Linked DNA regions of Sus scrofa: region 1 is linked to region 2. A link is a contact called in public Hi-C data. All regions are on one chromosome and are shown on one strand. The core of a region is the stretch at or near the end of the contact, and the rest is flanking DNA. Distances in the headings are between cores, read along the strand shown. Region 1 holds the start of MAOA (monoamine oxidase A). Region 2 holds the start of CASK (peripheral plasma membrane protein CASK).

Region 1 (6,170 bases), core at 1,328-3,827, 1.4 Mb before region 2:
TTGTTGTATAATATAAGTAACATTGCAGATGCTAAGCACTGGCCATATCTTATAAGTATACGGGTAACATATTAAAATGTGCAAATCCTGACAAAAGTTCTAAGAGATCTCCAAAAGTATTTAAAACTGATATGGGGACTATTAAGTAACTCCTGGGGTACTGTCAAGCACACACAAAGCTGCTGTCTTTCTGAGTCCTCAAGAACCCTTGGGAAGCAATGCCTCTCACCTGCTTCTGAAACGCCAGTCTGTGTACCAGGGCTGATCCTGAACCAGATTTGCATCTACTTTTAATTGTGAACCATCTGGCAAGACATCATGGCCAGAAAGCAGTGGTTCTGGTCACTTTGGGTGTTCAAATCAAATCTGACTGATAAGAGATGGTATTAAAGGAATCCCAGGGCCTTTTCCACTGTCGCTGAAGAAGTAGAAGCTGAGTTCTGGACTAGGAGTGTGAACTACTGTGCAAAAAATGCTCCCTTCCTCCCCCCACATGGAAATGAACAATCAATAGTGAATAGTGATCATGGAAAGATCCAGGTTTTGAGGGGCCTGAAGCCTATGTAATTTGGGTGCCCTCTTTAAGAAGAATGCCAATTTACAAATGCAAGATTCAGTATGAAACCGGTTATCTATTTAGAATGAGAACCGGAAGGGCCCTGGAGCTGTCAGGCCACAGAGCATCAAGACCATCAGCTACATGGTAAATCCAGCTCTGCTCACAACCAACTACTTGGAGTAAAGTGTGGAAAGGGAGAAAGAGCCAGTGATAAGGCAGAGGAAAAATATAAAGACAAAATGCTCCTTAAGGAATAGTGACAAGAATAAAATCCCAGAAAGAACCCCGAATTGTGAAATACGGATGGTATGGAGATGGGAAAGAGGCAGAACTCCCAATCAATTGACACAAGACATTATCATCGTATTTCTTTTCCAGTGATGAAGAGTCATGCTGCTTCTAGGAGGCTTGCATACCAGAACCAGTCTTTTAGAAACACCAGTCCACTTCATTGCAGGCACTCAACAAGTGTTTGGTGAACAAATCGAATAAGCTAATGAATGAAAGGAGGGAAACGAGAGAAATACTTCTTTTTCCTCCTCTCTACCAGCACCTGCTTTTCTGATGCTCCGACGACATACCTGCATGGTTTTGCTCTAAGTGGCTGGAGTTGTCAAAGCAACAGCTCCTGCCAATCTCTTCTCTGGTGATTAAGACTGTTAGCCTGAATGGGCCAAGTCAAAAGCTTTCTCCACCCAAATTACTCTGTAAGCATGTTCAGAGTCTCCTCAAAAGACTTCTCCATAAAAATGGCTACTTTGGGGCACCCTCCTTACTCCCTCTCACCTGCTTTCTCCCTTTCTAAATCAGATCCTGCCAGTGCATTTCAGAATTGCTTAACATTCTTCCAGGTCGTGGACAGATGAGTGTGGGACTCTAGCTGGAGCTGAAACACAGTTCCTCACTTTAAGCCATTTTACCAATTATGACAACAAACCTAAGTGACAATTTAATATATGAGTCATGATGAGGTTTCCAGGAAGATCCGAGAGAAGCCTCAGGCAGCATTCAATTGGTCAGCTACACACCCAAACCAGGACGGGGTGGGGGGAAACAAGGTGGCCAGCTGGCTCATCACAGGACAAGATTCAGGCGGTGGAGAAGGAGATGAAAAGGGCATTCCCTTACCTGCCCTCAGCCGGTTTCACAGAGGGATTCTCTCCGGGCAATAAAAAGCCCTACACTTTCTGCAAGTTCCAAAAACCAACCAACCAACCAACCAAAAAAACAAAACAAAACAAAACAAAAAAAAACACCCAGGCAAGGGGTAGGTTGAAACTAAGAGCCCCCCCCCTTAAACCTTTTCCTAAATGATTCCTCTCCTTTCCAGTTACCAAATTTTCTAAGGAAAACAGGTGTAAGAAGATCGGGACTTGAGTTAACACTATGACTACCTCCATACTACAAAAATCTGTATAGTGACTGTCTGTTTAGGGCAAAGGAGGAGAAATCAAGCAAAGCAACTGCCTCAGGAATCGGAGTGGGGGTCTTAAAGGGGAGAAAATCATTGTCCCTTCCCAGGTAGGTGATCCGACCTCTGGACAGTTACCTCAGTTTCTAGGTTTTGCGAAACTGGGACGCACAGAGTACCCACCTCGCAGGACTGCTGAGGATTGAGAAAATCCACGTAAACCGCTAAATACGACTGCACGGCAAGAGCTAGTTAAATGTTAGTATTTCATAGTAGTAGTAAAATGACTGTTCCTGCCTCCCCCCGGTTCACACCGCCAGCGAAATCGGCTCAACCCCACTCCCTCCTGGCAGGATCCGGGGCCCGGCCACGGTGGCACTCTCGCGTGCACAAGAGAGGACCCCCCCAAAAATAAACCCGCCACCCTGCGACTGCAGGTCCCCCACCCCGGGCCGGCCAGGGTCCCTCGGGGCTATCGATGCAGTCCACACTGACCTGAGATGCCGCCTCCTATCACGACTACGTCGACCATGTGGCCCGCGTTGTTCGCCTTCTCCTGACGCTCCATGCTCTGGCCGAGGCTCTCCCGGGGCGTGGGGATAGGAGTGGGGCTGGCCAAGGGCGGAGCGGACTTTTCTACCGACTCTCGGGGGGAGCCCGAGGGCGGAGCCGATTCTTCCATCGATACCCGGGTGGAGTCGGGCGCTGAGGGCGGAGCGGGCCCTGGTACTGGTACTCCCGGAGAACCCGGGGGCGGAGCCCATCCTTCCACCGCTGTTAGGGGGTAACTTAACCCTAAGAGCTGGGTGGACTCTTGGGTCGACACTTGGGAGTTCATGGGTGTTAGAGGTCCTGGTATCGAACTCCGGGGCGTGCTGAGCACTGAGGGCGGGGGAGACCCTTGGATCGACACTATGGAGGAGTCGGAGAGCGGGACAGATGCCTGCACCGAACTCCCGGAGAGGCCGAACACCAAGGGCGGGGCAGACCCTCTTACCACCTCATGGGACGGTTCCAAGAGCGGGGTGGATCTTTGTTCAGATAGTCGGTGGGAGTCGGGTACTGAGGCCTGGCTGGACTGTTGTACTGACAGTCGGGGGGAGTTATAAGGTGTGGGGGGTACCTGCACCGAACCCCAGGGGGAGCCCTGTACTGAGAGCAAGGATAACCCAAGTACTGACGCTTCGGGAGTGTTAGTGGGTGGTGGAGGTGCTGGTACCGATATTCTGAGGAAACCGGGCATCGAGGGCGAGATGGATCCTTGTACTGGCCCTCGTAGGAAGTTATTGGGTCTAAGAGTTTCTGGGACTGATTCCCCAGGGGAGGCGGACACGGAGGGTGGGGTGGGCTCTTGGGGGGACAACTGGGGGGAGGCTGAGGGCGGGACAGATCCCTGTACAGATTCTGGGGGGTTGCTGGTGTTCAGGTTAGAGGCTGGGGCGGCCCCATCTGAGGTGGTCGAGCGGGGGTCAGACATGGGGATCCGGTTGCTCAGGCCGCGGGCGCCAAAGCCCCAGAGGCCAATCTTGATGTCCTTGTCAGTTATCGGGCCAGGACTGGAGCCGAGTCGCGAGGGCGCGCTGAAGCTTCGGGAGTGTGTTACGTCTGGTGAGGACGCGTTCGACGGGGAGCTGGAAAACGGACGGGAGGCAGTCCGCCACTCAGAATGGATGCTCCACGCGGATGTGGAGGACGTGGCCGCGCCCAAGGTGGAAGCCGGGTCGGAGATCCGGGCGGTTACCGGGTCCTGGGCTCTGGACGCGCGCTCTCCCTGCCGCCCGCTCCCGCCGCCGCCAGTGGAAGCCTCTGAGTAGGGAGCGCTCATTGTTCTGGAGCGCGCGGGTGGAGGGCGGGGCTGAGGGCGAGGTTCTGGTCTCCTCCGCCCCTCCCTCACAGGCGCGCTCCTCAGCCGCCCAAGTGGTGCCTGATCCGCCCTCTCGGAGGCCCGCCGCCGGAGCCAGGCTCACTCGGGGGCGGGGAAACGAGGGCTCCGCCTTCCCCGTCTGTACCGGGCGCGCGCGCGCGCGGGAAGCCCTCCCTCCTGGTGTGGCCCGGCAACGCCTCTAAAGTGGGGGGGTGTGGCCAGAGAGCGTGGGCGTGGCCACGTGGGGCTTTCAACCTGGTGCTTTCATTGTTACGCTGAAAGGCGGGGGGTAACTGGGCTGGTGCCCGGGGGGAGGGGCTGGTGCTTAGAGCAGCGCGTACTGAAGGAAGCGGACCTGGAAGGTGTGATGGCAGGGCCCCCCCCAACCTGGTCTTGCTCCTTTGTGACGTCACAAGTGGCCGTTGAGGTCTGCGCAGTCGCGTCTCGCGAGGGGGCGGGGTGAAGTGGGCACTGTGCCCAGAGGGGCACTTGGCGGTTATTTGTTCTCCGATGGGGGTTTTTTTCAAGCTGATGTTGTTGTTGTTGTTGTTTTAAGCTGATGTTCTTAACCAAAATCAAAGCAAGTAGGAGACAAAATTAAGAACTCAGCTACCACGGATGAAGTGAGACCTGAAGTTTAAAAGCGAAGGTTGAAAACAAGCAAACGAACATGTGTTAAAAAAGGGCTATTTAATGCATATGTTTTATTGTGCAGTCAGCCTCTTGTCTTGCTAGTTTTATCCCTTCCTTAAATTTCCTCCTTATCCTCCTAGAGCTGAATTTGTCATCGTTAGAACCCTCAAAAGATGTCATTTTGACAGGAATTCAAAGTGATGAGAACTCTAGGAGTTTCACTAATATCCATTCCCACTTACAAACATTTCTCTTGCCTGCCTGCCTGCCTGCCCGCCTCCCCTACCTCCAATCTGTATCAAATAATATCTTGTTGAGGAAACCGTACATAAATACAGATTTAGCTTTTTCCTTATCCGATTTTAATAGCTTTTACTTTCTAGCAAAGGAGTTGAGACTTTTGACTATAAATTGGTATACGTTTTTAGACTTTGAAGCAAAGAGAGAGGAAATAATAGATATAAAGAATTCAGCCCTTTTTTAAAAAAATGATCTTTACTCTTTCCATCATAGCTTGTTTACAGCGTTCTGTCAATTTTCTACTGTACCGCAAGGTGACCCAGTCACACATACACATATACATTCTTTTTCTCACACTATCATGCTCCCTCATAAGTGACTAGATAGAGTTCCCAGTGGTATACAGCAGAGTCTCATTGCTTATCCATTCCAAAGGCAATAGTTTGCATCTATTGAATTCGGCCCTTTCTAATGTGACTCTTTCTCCTCAGTCCCACTGCTTTGATTTCTTTTCATTCACGTATTTAATTTCATACTATGTGCTAGGCTCAGGGCAGGATACTTGGGATATACTGGGGATGCAAGTCAGTTGGAGATTTTCATTGAACACGCAGAGGAGCTGTGGAGGAAGTAACTTGGTGTGTCAAGTCAAACTCTGAGAAATACTATTTTGGAACTATCCATAGTGATAAAGTGTTAGGGTGTCCCAACCATTCTGGAGGTTATCTTGGGGGGGGGTATGTAAAAATGTCCTAGAGAGAACAATGTGGGTGAAGGCCCTGTGGTAGAAGCATGGTTCATTGGAGCAGCTGAAAGCCAGCCAGTGAAGCTCCGGCAAGGGGAGAAGCCAGGAGACAAAGCTGCTGAGGTCAGCTGAGCCAAAGTAAGATCTTTCATCTAAACCAGTGGAAGCCACTGAAAGATTTTAAGCGAGGAACAATATGATAGACTGAATTTTGAAAAGATCCCTTTGTCTGCCATGTGAATGATGGGTCAAAGGGGCCAAGAGTGGATACATACAGGGAGACTATAGTTTGGAATTCTTCAAAGAGATGATGGCATCTTGGACTAAGGTCAGTGGTGGCGGTGGAGCTGGAGACCTGTGGACATATTAGAGACATTTATACGTAAAAAGTGACAGCGCTTGGTTGTGACTAGGATTTGGAAGATCATAAGCATGTTTTTGGACATGTTGAGTTTCAGATGCCTCTGCAGCATCCAAATGATGATCCTATATAGTAGGAAATTGAGTATAAAGCCTGAGATTCAAAGTGGGAGTTCAGCTGGAAATAAAAATGGAGGAATCTTACTATATAAATAGTGGGTGGAAGAGATGGGCAGAAATAGGAGTATTGTTCTCTCTTCACTTTACTTGTTTGAATTGTATATTTTGTTTACCTTTTGTAATAAAGAAATAAAAGTTATTTTAAGGTAGCTAAATAGGAGTTCCCGTTGTGGCGCAG
Region 2 (5,656 bases), core at 2,527-5,026:
TTAACCCCGTGCCATGCCAACCTCTGTTATACTAATATTTCTGTAGTGTCTTCCCCTTTTCTATAGGTGTCGTGTTGAAATTATGTGAGAGCCCAACAAACTGAAAATGTCTAAACAGCTATGAAGTGCCATATACCCCAAGGTCATTGAAGATTTTCACTGACATCTGAGCATCAATTTGTTTAACCCCAATGCCATCCTTGTGGGTTTTAATGTTTCTGAATTTTTAAAAAGACTTCTCAGTTATATATGCAAAGTATATATACATTGTGATGAAGAAACAGAATTATTTCAGTGATAATTTTCATAGTATTGGAAATACTGTTGATTGGCTGCCAGAGCGCATTGGTCATCTGCTTCTCCCTTGTCCACCTTCAAAGAAGAGGCAGGCAAAGTCAGATACCCACATCCCCAGCTTCTCTTGCAGGTGAGAGTTTCCCTGTGATGGTTCTGGCCAGGGAGATGGGGAAAGGATATGTTCTTTCCCTAATAAGAGATGGGGGAGGGAGCAAAATGGTCTTGCCTACCCTTGCTGCCTTCCTGATCCCTGCCTTTGAATGCAGTTTGATGTTGGAAATTGTGGCAGTCATCTTGTGATGATGAAGCAACCAGCCTGAGAATGAGCGGCTAACATGTCAAGGATGGCAGAGTGGAAAAAACCTAGGTCACTGATGACACTGTTGAGTAGCTGATCCAATGGTAGTGACCACCTACTTCCAGGCTCTTTGCTATATGAGACAATTCCCCCATCTGCTTAAGCCGCTGTTATTGAGTACTCAGTTATTAACACCTGAACACAATCTGACTGATGCACCTAGTTACCTTAACATTTTCTTCACGGAAACTTAAATGGAGCTAAATTACAGACACCTGATCATTTATAGTGCGCTTACTTGTTTGAAGAAATCCAGAGAAGACATAACTTCATTTAAAAGGCTTGGTCATTTTAATTGTGGAAAGCAGGGAGGGGCTACCTCTGGCCACAATGCATGGTACAAGTTATGAGGGATGCATTTTGCAGAGATCTTCTGTGTCACTAAATATCCCACTAGGAGCTGGGAGATCTAGGTTCAGATAAGATGCTCAGCTAAATATGGGACCATGGACATATATTTGTCTCTGAACTTGTTTTCTCAGATGATGTACCATTTGTAGGAGGCTTTCTTTGAAAGTAACAGAAAATCTAACTCAAAATGGCTTAATCAGTAAGGAAATTATTCCAGCGATATGATCAGAATGTAGCGAGTTGGAGAAACAAATGGTTGATAATGTCATTTGAGGTCACAGGTGTGGGCTCTGGCAGCATCTCCACCCTGCTGCCCCTCAGTTCTACCTTCATCTTGGGTCTGACTACCCTCATAGATACAAGATGACTGCTGGAAGCAATTGAGGATGCATATTTTTTTGTTCAAGGCCAGTGTGATGGCTGGGACAGGGTGGGGAGAAACAGGGTGTTTCGCATCCATAACTGGGGGCAGGGGAAAAGCCCTGAGCTTTGTGCTGACTCGAAGATCTTGAACCACTCAAGGCCAGTGACCAGGTCTTGCCAAGAGCTGATTAAGTTAAACAAGTCATGGTGGCATTCTTCCCATTTGTAAATGACAGAGTGGGACTGGCCAACCTCTTAACTTTCCAAATCTAAACCTGCTGTGATTTGAGCAGAGTGCAAACCCATCTCTGTAGTAGTCTTTACCATTCAACTCCACTTTTATCATTGTCCTTTTCTACTTCTGAGCATAGGTCTCTGTGGAAGATAAAACTCCAAAATGAAGTTGTAAGCCTTGGCATAGCTCAGGCTTGGACTGGGGAAGGGAAGGGAAGCTAACCAGGTGAGGGGTCGCTGTGTACTTCAGGGCAGAATGGAGCGACACCTTATGCATTAGGATGGCCATGCCAACTTGGAGTGAGTGACTTGGAACTGGGGGACCGTCACAGGAGGCAACGTTGCCCAGACTCTAAAGCTCCCTTCTGTAGAGAATGCGCACACTCTTTGGAAAGCGGGGAAAAACATCTTCCCTTCGATTCGCTTTAAAGAAGGGGGGGGGGAGGGGTCTAGTACTCAAATCCTTAACACTGGCGAGTCTCTCTGCCTGTTAAGGGAGCGGTGAAGGGTTTGCAGAAAACGTTTCTGAAGAGAAAATAGGATTTGGGTCTCCACCCCTTTACACACTTTGATAAATACTATCTTTCTTTTTTTCTTTCTCTCTCTTTAAAAATTATCGCACTGAGAATTTTACCAGATGATTTCGAGAAGCTGACTTATGAACTAATTGGGCACTTCTGCTATGCAGAAGAACAAAGACTTTTTTATTGGTCCTCAACTGAGGCATATACCTGTCTGATGGCGTTGGCTCATTCCGCACATGCTCAGTTGAACAGAAATCTTCATATTGAATACAACCTAGCACAGCGGCAACACCCATAACCTCACTCCCTGGCTGACCCTGTACATCCACTCCCTCTAGTTGCGTTTTTATCCTGACATGCATAACATTTATAGGGAGTAAAAGGTGCGGAGTAGGTACTGGGACTTAGGAGGGGGCAATATACAAAGGAATTTAGCGTCTCTGTATGCTCCTGCCTTCCTGACCTCTCTCTAGGCTGTTTCTCTAGGCAGGCTCTGGATAGATATTTTGAGTTTGGGGCAGAATTCAGGAGAAGCTGTCTATAATTTGCCATTTGTTGTTGCACACCTTCCTGGACAGTTTTTGTTTGGTCCTTGTCTTGTAGGTGGACGACCCTTCTTCCCCAGCCCTCGTTTTCACTGAGGAGTGACAGAGTGGCACGAAAAGCATCCGCCGCCTAGCACGATCTGGAGTGACAACCTCGCCACCTCTGTTCTTGTTTTCCCATTCATTAGGACTCTTTCCCAGCAAAAACCGGGAAAGGCTTCGCGTGATTACAAAAGGAGGGAGCGGCCGGGCTTCTGAGCCCCTAGCCTCACCGAACCAAGAACGTGCGTTCGGTCGCGGACCTTTTGTCCTCGACCCCTCCCGCGGCTTGGTCGCGAGGGTGACGACCCTGACCCACCCCCGCCGAAGCAGCTGCAGCCCGCGCGCCCCAACCCCCCGCCCCTTCTAGATTCCCGGCGCCCGCCGGTTCACCGTGACGTGACCCGCGGCGCACGCATGCGCCGCTCAGCCCCGCTCCCTTTCCCTCGGCCACCGCCTCCCGACGGGCTGGAGTGGGCGGGGCCTGCGGTTCTGGAAGCCGCGCGGTCGGAGGGGGAGAGGGCGTGTCTGCGCGAGGCGGGTGCGCGGGGCTTGCGAGCTGGTCGGCGGCCGAGGCGGAGGAGGAGCTGAAGGCGGCGGCCGCGGCTCCCGCCCGCACGGAGAGCCAGTCCCGCGAAGCCCCCTCCCACTCCCAGGCGGGCGGGCGGCGGCGGCGGCGGGAGGAGGAGAAGGAGGAGGGAGCGTCTCTGCCGCCGCCTCCTGGTCCCCAGCGCCGATCTGCCGCCGCCACCTCCCTCCGCGGTGATCCTCCCTCCATGGTCCTGCCGCGGCCCCCCCAGTAGCCCGAGCTGCCCCGCGCCGCGCCGGAGCCAGCCTCAACAGAGGGAGCGGTCGCGGCCTCGCGGCTCGCGCGGGCTGACAAGAGGAGAGCGAGGCGCCGCGCGGTCCCCGAGGATCCGCACGCCGGGCAGCGCGGCCCGAGCAGCGCGAGGAGCAGCGGGCGGGCGGGCGGCGCCGGGCCCGGGCCGCCCTCGCTCCAGCGCCCCGGCCCCGCCGCCCGCGCCGGGGCGGTCGCCCGCAGAGGAAGGCGCCGCAGTCTCCGGGCCTCGCAACCCCGCTCGAGTGTCCTCAGCACCGGGGCTCGCGGGTCCTGAGGGGAGGAGGCGAGTCAGGGGCCGGGCACTGAGCTCTTTGGCGCCCCCACCCCCGTTTTCGGAGCCCTCCACGCTGCGGCCACTGTCCCCTCCGGACCATGGCCGACGACGACGTGCTATTCGAGGATGTGTACGAGCTGTGCGAGGTGATCGGCAAGTGAGTCTCCACTCGAGGGAGCGGGAGTGTGGGAAAATGCATTTCAGTGATGCCCCGGTCTTCCCGCACCCGCCCCGGGCCTGCCCCCTGCCCTCCCTCCCGCCTCCCTAGTCCTCCTCGCCTGCGAGTATTTATAGACGTGTACCTGGACCTCCTGCGGGGCGGGGGTCTGGGGGCTTCTCGGCGATCTTTGGAGGCCGACGAGCCGAGGTCGGCCACCCCTTGAGGCGTGGGGCCGGCTGAAATCTGCTGTCTGCATTTTATCTGACGGTTGCACAGGGACGTGGCAGAACCGATTTTATAGTTGCTTCCTGGGAACAGTTGGGCTTATTGTTACCTTGCGTGTACCACAGACCATTAACGAAAAGAGCAGCTTGCATTTCCTTTGCTTCCGTGGAGAGACAGAGAAAGAACGTCCAGGGTTTTAAATTGTGGGGTGTGTGTCTATTGTGCAGGGTATTAGATAGATGCCTTTGTGTTCACCCCATGCCTGGATTGGAGGGGGTCATCTAAGACGGGGTGCGTCCAGTTTCAGCAAATTCTTCACCTAGTGTAGACCAACATGGAAAGAGTTGGGGGGTTCCGAATTTTATAATGCCTCGTTATGCAATGACTGTTAAATCAGCGTTCGAGGCTTCCCTCGACTGTTGTTGGGATGGTGGTTAGCGTGGTAGAGCCGTCTGCTTTGAGTCACCGGGCTGGTCTGGAATATAGAACTGACAGTCCAAATGCTCATCCTTTCATCTGTGTTGTATAATTACACTAGGGAAAAGCAGGGAATCAGATTAATCACAGTGCTGATTGAGAATTAAATCTGCAGTTCCTCATCTAATTGTCCATTCCTTAAATCTGTTTTGAATAGTTTCCTTTTCATTCTTGTCAAACAGTATTCCAAGTGCACAATCCTGCTAATTTGCTTGTGAGGGAAATGCTGGCGATCTGAAGTTGATTTCCTAGTTCAGCGTGTGTTCTGTGGCTTTAGAAGTTGGGGAGATAAGATTTAAGAGCAATTTCTGCTTAGTTATTAAGAATTGCTAGATAGCTACCATTGAAATTTGTTACCTCTTTTTAGAAGCTCTGCTTTATTGTCTATTTTAAGGTCCGCAGTTGGGAAATGAAACCAAGACCTTAGAGCAATTGGCTTTATCTCTTTTAAGTTGTCTGCAGTACTGGATTTCAATTTGTTTAAGTGCTGATAACTCATTATTTTTCCCTCCATGTTGAGGTATTACAGTATTGTCTCATATGGTGAAATTGTGGGTAGAGCTTGCTACATACACACTTTCCTCAGACCCAATTGATACAAGGACATGTTACTCCTTGCCCCTATTGTTACATGACCAGCCTGTCTACTAGAAGAACGATATCCAAATGTGCCCTCCTAAAGTGGTTGTGGAAGTGGCTCTAAAGCAGGACTGCAAAAAATATACAAAGCGAACCCCATATGTAATTGTATATATGCAAATTCTACATATGTAAAATTTCTCATAGCTACATTAAAAAGATTAAAAGCAAGTAGGTGCAGTTGATTTTAATACAATATTTTCTTTTACCCAATACGTCCAGATTATTATCACCTCAACCTGTAATCAGTCTAGAAATCTTTAGTGAGCTATTTTATTTAACGTCTTTTCATACTCGGTCTTCAAAATCCAGTGTGTATTTTACACTAA

What was found. A called contact is a pair of places that touch in the nucleus more often than the background predicts.
Region 1: a contact with region 2 is called in a Hi-C map of liver, with 3 times the contacts expected there. The contact joins the promoter of MAOA here to the promoter of CASK in region 2. A contact is called at or near these places in 1 of 5 promoter capture datasets (liver) and 1 of 47 Hi-C or Micro-C datasets (liver).

The regions. Positions count from the first base shown.
Region 1 is chrX:38,926,862-38,933,031 of Sscrofa11.1, reverse strand. MAOA (monoamine oxidase A) reads right to left here and starts at 2,577. Exons shown (of 15, transcript NM_001001640.1): 1 at 2,466-2,577. The coding sequence starts at 2,538.
Region 2 is chrX:37,533,843-37,539,498 of Sscrofa11.1, reverse strand. It overlaps CASK (peripheral plasma membrane protein CASK), which reads left to right and starts at 3,776. Exons shown (of 26, transcript XM_003360270.5): 1 at 3,776-3,983. The coding sequence starts at 3,925.